Regions from separate parts of the Mus musculus genome. Here regions 2 and 3 are each linked to region 1. Evidence: chromatin contacts called from public Hi-C and HiChIP or PLAC-seq data. All regions are on one chromosome and are shown on one strand. Each heading gives the region's core, a stretch centred on a gene start, on an enhancer-like site or on the middle of the called end of the contact. The rest is flanking DNA. Distances are from core to core; before and after follow the strand shown.

Region 1 (3,010 bases), core at 164-2,663:
TTTTTTTTTTTTTAACCAGTAAGCTTTGAATCAGGAGTTGTTTTCTAGGGAAATTTCCCTTCTGAGGCCAGAGCCTTCAAGCCAATGCTACCTTATAATAAGGCCTTTCTTTGCTTTGATCACTGACCTGTCCCCTAAATTAGTTGAAGTCTGAGAACACGGTTTTGTTACGGGGGCAGTTGTTTGAGCCTGTGTTTAAATTCTAGGAATACATTTGGTTTTACTAATGTCATTTGAGAGGACTGGTGAGTTATTTTGGGTGTGCATGGCCCGGCCCTGTAATGCTAGGCCACTCTTGATAAGAGGCACGATTGTACCAGCTAGTTCCCTAAAAAGGCTTGCATTCCATTCAGCATGGAGCGCTGAGGCTGCAGACTCCCGCTATCTGGACTATAGGCTCTCACGTTTCTCCCAAGTGGATAGGTAGCTGGAGGCAGAAAGAAAGCTTGTTTTTCTTTACCCGTGTCCCATAAGCCCACTCTACCACGTGCAAAGATTCTCCCCCTAGTTTCACACTAGAAACTAGGAAAAATCAAATTAGTCCCCCAACTCCCTACCCCAGAGACAGGCTATCATGTAGCCCAAGCTGACCTTGAATTTGCTGCATAGCCAACTATGTAGATGAGGCTGGCTTTGAACTTCTAACCTCCTACCTCCACCTCCCTAGGGATGATTCCAGACCTATGTCACCATGCCTGGCTCAAGTTAATAGTACTTTAGTTATACCAAGTAGACGTCCATTAATACTTTGAAACCAGAGGACAGACATATACTCGGCTGGCACTAGTGAAGCCATACCCACACTGGAATGGGTTCCCAGCACAGAACCAACAGGAGGGCAGGCCAATGTCTGGGCTTCGGATGGCTTGCCTTTAAGATCGAGGTGTCGTGTGGCATTCATTTAAGCTCAGCCCTTGGAGGCAGAAGCAATGAGATCCGTCATTTAAGGTCATTCCTGATCACAGAGGGAGTCTGAGGCCAGCCTGGGCTACATGAGATGCTATCTCAAAGAAACAAAAAACAAAACTAGAGAGAGGGAAAAAAACATTAAAATAAAAGTTAAAATCTAGATGTCAGGGTGAAAATATTCTATTGGGCCTAAGGTCTGCCGTAGAATCTTCTACCAGAGGAAGCAGACACCCGCGTGCCCCAGCTGGCTGCCAGACAGCACGGTGTCACGGGGAGTCTTGGCTGACTCACTTTTCGCTGGTCTCAGCCCAAATGCCTGCCCTGATATGGTTCTAGGTTATCCCTTCCTAGAAAATTCGGTGCCTCACTTTGGCCCATCCGTTGTGGAAAGACCTGGAAAGACGTGCCCTGTGCTGCCACCTAACGGCTGCTCCCAGTCAAGGCAGGGCTTCTCCCGCTGTTCTCGGCGGCACTGTACAGCCCCTCTCTGCCCATCCTACCTGCTTTGAGAGGCTCGCAAAGGGAGGAGCGCTCTTCCAGGTGCGCTCATTTCAGGGCACCAGGGCTGTGACTAAGACTGGCAAGTCGTCTTAAACTTCGCCACGTCCCGGTTGTTATTTCCTGTCTGTTCCCCCGCCGTGATTAACGGTAAAACTCTGAAGGCAGAGGGGGACCAACGTGCTTGTTTACTGAGAGAGGAAGGAAGCGGGGGGAGCTGGGAAGAAGGTACCCTAGGTTTAAGGGAAATAACAGCCTGGCAATGAGGTGGGCGGATGGAGCTGATGGGAAGGGAGGCTTGTTAGAAAAAGGAAAGAGCAGGTGCCAGTCAGATAGCTCTGCCAGCCTTTCCAGTTTTATCCTTTTAAATAATGATTTGTTTATTTGAGACAGGGTCTCACGCAGCGCAATCAAGCCTTTGTGCCTTGACTCCTCCTCCTCCTCCTCCTCCTCCTCCTCCTCCTCCTCCTCCTCCTCCTCCTCCTCCTCCTCCAAGACAGGGCCTCACTATGTAGCTCTAGAACTCCACTATGTAAACCAGGCTGGCCTGGAAGTCACAGAGATTCTCCTGCCTCGGTGCCCAGCTGCTGAGATTACAGGAATGTGCCACCATACCTGTGTGCACATCTGTTTTCAAGCAGGGAGATGAGACACAGTAGCGTTACCAGCTAGTGCTGGAGGTTAGGGGCCTCGGTAGCACATGACACCCCACCACAGTACAGGATCTTAAGTACAAATGGCTACGGAAAGGCTAGGCATACAGGATACCTGCCTGGGAACAGAAAGGATCAGGATGGAAGGAGCGGTGGATGCTGTGGTGGAGGAGGACACACGGCTCAGCTAAGGAGGCAACAGCTGCGGAGCCATGGGTGGTTATGAGTTTAACGACACCGCGCACCTGCATTACCAGATCTTTCAGTTTCTAAAGAGCTGGGAGTCTGGGTTCTTCCGTGAAGTCTCTTTCTTTTGAAGTGTTGGCAGCTAATGTAGCTTAAAAAGAAAGAAAGGAAAAAAAAAAGAGGCAGCATTCTGTGGGCCAAATAAAACATGTCAGTGAGGCATATTTAGCTCCAAGGCCGACTCCACAAACTTGGATCAAGGGCTATTTGTGTTCTGGAATCGTGACACACTAACAAGACCCTTTCAAGGCATGTGGTCTCAGGCAAGCAAATGCTAGATAACGGGGACGAATGTGTGAAGTGCCTTGGCTCAGACTTATTAGCTGGGATGGTCAGACCTAGATGTCTACAGAGAGCTACTTTGTTAATATGTCACACGCTGCTTAAAAAAAAAAAAAAAAAAAAAAAAACATTGAATGTATTCATCCACTAACCTCAGAAGCAGTTATTGGCTAGACCCAGCAATATAGACCTGTAACCCCAGCTCTTCAGGAGGCTGAGGCAGGAGGATGTCAGGTTTGAGGCCTTCCTGGGCAGCTTAGTGACACCTTGTCTCAAAATAAGAAGTAAAAAGAAGTTTGGGGACATAATTCTGTGTTAGAGAACTTGCTGACTAATGCAACCTACTTGTCTGTCTGTCTGTCTTTTTCCCTATGGGTAGCCTTGGCTGTCCTAGAACTTGCTTTGTAGACCAGGCTGGCTTC
Region 2 (3,010 bases), core at 199-2,698, 190 kb before region 1:
GTAGAGCACTTGCCTAGCATTCACAAAGACATGAATTAGATCCCCAGCAACACACACGCACACTTATTCATATTTCCACTATGCTAAATTATTAGATTAATTTTCCACAATTGGTTTGTTTGTTTGTTTGAGACAGAGTTCCTCTGGGTAGCCTTGGCTGTCCTGGAACTCAGTCTGTTGGCCAGGCTGGCCTCAAATTCAGTTCAGAGATCCACCTGCCTCTGCCTCCCTAGAATTTTCTACAATTCTTTTGTTGATGTTTATCTTTTTGTTTTGAAACAGATTTTTTTATTTTTTGGTTTTTCGAGACAGAGTTTCTCTGTGTAGCTCTGGCTGTCCTGTAGACCAGGTTGGCCTTGAACTCAGAAATCCGCCTGCCTCTGCCTCCGGAGTGCTGGGATTAAAGGAGCGTGCCACCACGACTTACAGTTTTCTTACAGTTCAGACTGGCATTGAATTTGAGACATAGCTCAGGATGATCTTGAACTTCTAATCATTCTGGCACCTCCCAAGTGCTGGGTTTGCAGCATGGGCCACTATACCCAGTTTATACTGGTGCTGAGGATAGAACACAGGACTTCCTGCATACTAGACACGTAGCTCTCCACCTCCACGTCTTCTATTTCTTAAAGATTAATTTTGGAGTGTGTGTGTGTGTGTGTGTGTGTGTGTGTGTGTGTGTGTGTGTTTTGCAGGCCATGGGTGCTGCAAAACAAGAGCTCCTTTTCTCTGTAAGAGCAATATCTGAATGTTGGAATCACAGAAGTGCAACAATGTGTTTGGTGCTCTCGCTCCTCCCTCCTGTCCTTTCTTTTTTGTTTTCTTTTCTTTATGGAGACAGGGTCTTGGTATGTTATCAGGCTAGCACAGCTGCTGTGCTCAAGAATCCTTCTTCCTTGCTGGGTGGTAGTGGTGCATGCTTTTAATCGCAGCATTTAAGAGGTAGAATGGGGGCATGGGGGAGAAAGGAGGAAAGGAAGAAAGGAAGGAAGGAAGGAAGGAAGGAAGTTAGGAAGGAAGGAGAGGGAGAGAGAGAGGAGAGGGAGGGAGGAAAGGAGGAAGGAGGAAGGAAGAAAGAAAGAAAGAAAGAAAGAAAGAAAGAAAGAAAGAAAGAAAAAGAAATTAAGAAATTCTCCTGCCTCAGTCTTCAGAAAAGGTGAGAGTATGATCAACCACCCACGCTGAGCTGTTAGAAGAATCAGTTGGAACTGTTGTGGGTTTTGGCGTATTCTTTAAAACTGAAACGGCAACCAATCTAGCTTTCGATATCTTAAACTCGAGTTGAGTAAACGTAGCGCTAAGACCTTGCAAGGGACACGAAAAGGCAAAGGGGTGGAAGGGAGTGTTGGGGGGAGGGACAGACACCCGGAACTCAAGGACTAACAGGCGGAGGAGGGATTTCACAATAGGACCGGGTGGGTTGGGATCAGCGAGGGACCGGAAGAACGCTAGAGGAAGCTCTTTCTCCGCCATGGCGGGGCCGGTCAGCTTGCGCGAGCTGCTCATGGGGGCGTCGGCCTGGCTGGGCTCTGAGAGTCCTGGAGGCCCCTCCGCTGAAGGCGGGGGAAACGCGGCTGGCACGCCCGAGCCCCCGTGGAGGGAGGATGAGATCTGCGTGGTGGGAATCTTCGGCAAGACGGCTCTGCGCCTCAACTCCGAGAAGTTCTCTCTGGTGAATACTGTGTGCGATCGACAGGTTTTCCCACTCTTTCACCATCAGGATCCTGGAGATCCAGGAACTGGAATCAAGACCAAAGCTGTCTCTGTCGGAGAGGCGGGAGGAGCCGGAGACCCCGGGGCTGCAGCCGGGGATTCACTTCGCGGAGGTATGGCTACGGCGGAAGGTAACCGAGCTGAGCCAGGTCCCCAGGACTTCAGTCTTTTGCAGGCCTATTACAATCAGGAAAGCAAAGTTCTGTATCTTATTCTCACTTCCATCTGTGACAACTCACAGCTTCTGCGTGCTTGTCGGGCCCTCCAGAGCGGTGAAGCCGGAGGGGGCCTCTCTTTACCTCATGCAGAAACACACGAGTTCTGGAAGCATCAGGAGAAGTTACAGTGTCTCAGCCTCCTTTACCTCTTCTCTGTCTGTCATATCTTGCTCCTGGTCCATCCGACGTGTTCCTTTGACATCACTTATGATCGTGTATTCAGAGCCCTGGATGGACTGAGACAGAAAGTACTACCCCTCCTCAAAACAGCCATTAAGGATTGCCCAGTTGGCAAAGACTGGAAGTTAAACTGCCGACCTTGCCCACCTAGACTCCTCTTCCTCTTTCAACTCAATGGGGCCCTTAAGGTGGAACCGCCTCGGAGCCAGGATACAGCTCATCCAGATAAACCCAAGAAGCACTCTCCCAAAAGAAGGCTGCAGCATGCCCTGGAGGACCAGATCTATAGAATCTTTCGCAAGAGTCGAGTCTTGACTAATCAGAGTATCAACTGCCTCTTTACGGTACCTGCCAACCAAGCTTTTGTGTACATAGTCCCCGGAAGCCAGGAGGAGGACCCAATTGGCATGTTGCTGGACCAGCTTAGGAGCCATTGTACCGTGAAAGACCCAGAATCGTTGTTGGTGCCCGCACCCCTTTCTGGACCTAGGCGGTACCAAGCGATGAGACAGCACAGCCGCCAACAGCTCTCCTTCCACATTGATAGCAGCACCTCGAGTTCTTCAGGCCAGCTAGTGGATTTCACTCTTCGAGAATTCCTGTGGCAGCACGTGGAGCTGGTCCTAAGCAAAAAAGGTTTTGATGACAGTGTGGGCAGGAACCCACAGCCTTCCCATTTTGAACTGCCCACTTACCAGAAGTGGATCTCTGCAGCAGCAAAGTTGTATGAAGTGGCTATCGATGGGAAGGAAGAGGACTTGGGCTCCCCCACTGGGGAGCTAACATCTAAGATTTTAAGCAGTATTAAAGTCTTAGAAGGGTTTTTGGATATAGACACAAAATTCTCGGAAAACCGGTGCCAAAAAGCTTTACCCATGGCTCATAGTGCCTACCAGTCA
Region 3 (3,010 bases), core at 166-2,665, 150 kb before region 1:
CATGGGAGAGGGGACCAAAAAGAGTAGTGAGGGGTTAATATCAAAATCAATACACTTCGGAAATCTTTAAAGAATGCACTTTAACAATTTTTAAAGAAATGAATAGATGTAGCAGTGGTGGTGCACGCCTTTGATCCCAGCACTCAGAGGGCAGAGGCGGGCAGATCTCTGAGTTCACGGCTAGCCTTGTCTACAAAGCTAGTTCCAGGTTAGTCAGGGCCACACAGAGAAACCCTGTCTCAAAACACCAAACAGATAAAGGGGGGAGGGGGGAGGGACAGGGGGAAAGAAGGGAGGGAGGGAGGGAGGGAACAGTTTGTGGGACTTGGAATATATTTTAGTGGTAGAGCTAATGAATCCCTGGGTTCAATCTCTCACACAAATATAGAAAAAAGAATTCTGATATCAAAAGCTTCTTAGTAAAATTAGATCCTATTTTCCTTGTGTGTTGGGAGAGCGAGGACAGAGGCTAACCTCTGGCACTGTTTCCCAGGGGCTGATCACCTTTTGAGACAGGATTTCTTACTAGGACCTGGGCCTTGCTGACTAATCTAGGCTGGTTGGCCAGAATGCTCCCGGGGATCCTCCCATCTCTGCCTTCCCAGCAGTGGGGTAACAAAGTGTACATCACCGTGCCCAGTTCATTTATTAGCGTGGGTGCTGGGGATCAGGCCCAGGTCACTGTGCTTGCATAAGCGCTGTGTGATCTGAGCCACCCCCTCAGCCCATCAGCCCCAAGCAAGGTTGATTACAGTTACTAATTGTGTGTGTACACGAGTGTACTCTTGTGTTCCACTGTGGAGGTCAGAAGGCCAACCATCAGCAGCCAGTTCTCTTCCTACCACGAGGGCCGTGGGGACCAGACTCAGGTCATCAGATTTGGCAGCAAGCACCTTGCCGAGCCATCTCAGGGGCCCATTTTAGCTCAGCTCCTGCTCCAAGGCCATTTTCACTGTTTGAATTTTATTTTACCAATTCTCAATTGTATTTGTTAAAAATCTTCATGGACACTTCTTAGATAAAACAACTGAAAATACCTTTTTGCGTGCGCGAGCGCACACACACACACACACACACACACACAGACACCCCTACACCCCTCATTATCGTAGCACAGTTGACTTCAAACTGAAGGCAGTCCTATTACCCAGCCTCTAGAGTGTTGGGATTTCAGGCATGTGCCACCCCCACCCTGCTCAGAAAACACTTGTCTACAAAGAAGCTGTTTTCATTTGTTGTACTCAAAAGAGTCTAACCACTTATTACTGGAGTGTTTAGCTTTTTCTTCCCTAGAGTAGAATACTATGTTCTAGATAGCTCAGTGCTTTCTATAGGGAAGTGAATACTACTGAAATGCAAACAAAGGAAGAACTCTGTGGCATTAGTCTTTCCTCTTAAGAAGTGATTCTGAGGGCTAAAGAGATGGCTTGTGGGTAAGGCACCTGCTATGCAAGCGTGAGGTCTCAAGTCAGATCCCAGCACCCACTGTAAGGCCGGGCACGGCAGTGAGCATTGGTGACCTAAGGGCTGGCAGGGACAGATTTATGATCCCTGGAGCTCAGCCAGCTTAGCTCCTGTGTGAGGACACAGGGGTGGGGGTGGGGGCAGTGGATACGGAAGTTAGGAAAGAAGCAAGAAATGAAGACTATATAGACTGGAAGAAGGTGTTCAGTGTGGATCCTAAATGCCAGGTTGACCTTTCTAAATAAAAAAAAGGTAATTTAAAAGCCCAGAGTCCAGATCTTCAAATATGGAAGCAGGAAGGAAATGTGTGGTAGCCAGAGTATTCACAGCTGTGATCCTAGCACTCAAAAGGATGAAGGTTGCAAGTTCAAGACCAGCTTTTGCTACATTGTGAGAGGGGTAGGGGTGTGCAAAGCATGAGGGAAATTAAAACTGCAAGACTGTCATTACAAGGAAAAGTGTCAGTGGCTCTCGTATGGTGGGTGTAAGCCCAGCACTGAGAAACTGAGTCCGGAGGGCCAAGACCCTGTCTCAAAGAAAACCAGATCAAAATGAAAAACAACAGCAAAAACATTAAACATCTGACTTTTGCCCTAAATAGCTTTTTAAAGACAGGGTCTCACTAGTTAGCCATGACTGGTCTGGAACTCCATCTGTAGACCAGGCTAACCTTAAAATCACAGAGATCCCTCTGTCTCTCCCTAGTGCTGGGACCAAAGATGTGCACCACTATGCCAGACACGTTGCTTCTAATCCACAGAACAGTTTTGGTTTGGTTGCTTGGTTGGTTTTCTGGTTTTTTCTAGACAGAGTTTTTCTATGTAGCCCGGGCTGGCCTGGAACTCACTCTGTAAACCAGACTGGCCTTGAACTCGGAGATCTACCTGCCTGTGCCTCCTCTGAGTGCTGGGATTAAAAGCATGTGTCACCACCACCTGGCTGTTTTTAAATATTTATTTCTTTATGTATAGATATTCAACCTGTATGTAGGTCTGGACACTGCATATGTGTCTGGTACCTATGCAAGCCAAAAGTAGCTATCAGATTCCCTGGAACTGAAATATTTGTGAGCTACCATGTGGGTTCGAGGAACCAAACCTAGGTTCCTGTGAGACTGGCCAGTATTCTTAATCACTGAGCCATCTCCCCATACTTTGGTTGTATTAGGAAATCTACCCCATATTAATTTTTACTAGACAGAACAGAAGGAAAAGCACATGCCAAAACAAAGGATAAGATGTGGTAAGACTAGGGTACCAGGTCTCTGGGAAATTAATTTTTCTTTAGTTTTGTTTAGCTTTGAAAAGTTTTAGTAAAAGTTAGCTTAAAGCCAGTGGAGGCAGAAAAAAATTTTCTATTATTTTTGTCCATTGACAGCTATTTTAAAATTTTATTTTGTTTGTTTGTTTTTTTGAGACAGGGTCTCTCTGTAAAGACCTGGAACTCACAGAGATTCCCCCATCTCTGCCTCCCATTCTGTGTATAAGCACTGTTTTCAGTTTGAATATGTCTTATTCTTTCACACTGATACATTCTTGTGTTCCTA

The links. A called contact is a pair of places that touch in the nucleus more often than the background predicts. HiChIP or PLAC-seq counts read pairs in DNA pulled down with a chosen protein or histone mark.
Region 2: a contact with region 1 is called in an H3K4me3 HiChIP or PLAC-seq map of bone marrow-derived macrophages, with 3 times the contacts expected there. The contact joins the promoter of Smg8 here to the enhancer-like site in region 1. A contact is called at or near these places in 16 of 39 promoter capture datasets (the 3T3-L1 cell line, 3T3-L1-derived adipocytes, the C10 cell line and 9 more), 1 of 15 datasets of contacts at CTCF or cohesin (the NIH/3T3 cell line), 16 of 484 Hi-C or Micro-C datasets (the Ba/F3 cell line, the G1E-ER4 cell line, the HL-1 cell line and 11 more), 13 of 115 datasets of contacts at active chromatin or transcription factors (the 230-238 cell line, the SCID.adh cell line, T-cell acute lymphoblastic leukemia and 9 more) and 4 of 9 other capture datasets (adipose tissue, liver, macrophages and 1 more).
Region 3: a Hi-C map of bone marrow-derived macrophages shows a contact between it and region 1, with 25 read pairs. The contact joins two enhancer-like sites. A contact is called at or near these places in 1 of 484 Hi-C or Micro-C datasets (bone marrow-derived macrophages) and 2 of 115 datasets of contacts at active chromatin or transcription factors (embryonic stem cells and intestinal crypt epithelium).

What each region holds. Positions count from the first base shown.
Region 1 is chr11:86,892,689-86,895,698 of GRCm38.p6, reverse strand. No RefSeq gene overlaps it. Among named protein-coding and RNA genes, the nearest start is that of Gm33742, 26 kb to the right of the region's middle. Within about 2 kb of position 1,413, at least 152 of the 459 cell types and tissues checked have an H3K27ac peak or open chromatin away from gene starts, as enhancers often do. A contact at or near this core is called in the Ba/F3 cell line, the G1E-ER4 cell line, the N1E-115 cell line and 10 more, where this site is marked.
Region 2 is chr11:87,085,215-87,088,224 of GRCm38.p6, reverse strand. It overlaps Smg8 (smg-8 homolog, nonsense mediated mRNA decay factor (C. elegans)), which reads left to right and starts at 1,448. Exons shown (of 4, transcript NM_024262.1): 1 at 1,448-3,010. The coding sequence starts at 1,472.
Region 3 is chr11:87,037,921-87,040,930 of GRCm38.p6, reverse strand. All of the region lies in intron 7 of Gdpd1 (glycerophosphodiester phosphodiesterase domain containing 1), which reads left to right. Among named protein-coding and RNA genes, the nearest start is that of Gdpd1, 35 kb to the left of the region's middle. Within about 2 kb of position 1,415, at least 57 of the 459 cell types and tissues checked have an H3K27ac peak or open chromatin away from gene starts, as enhancers often do. A contact at or near this core is called in bone marrow-derived macrophages, where this site is marked.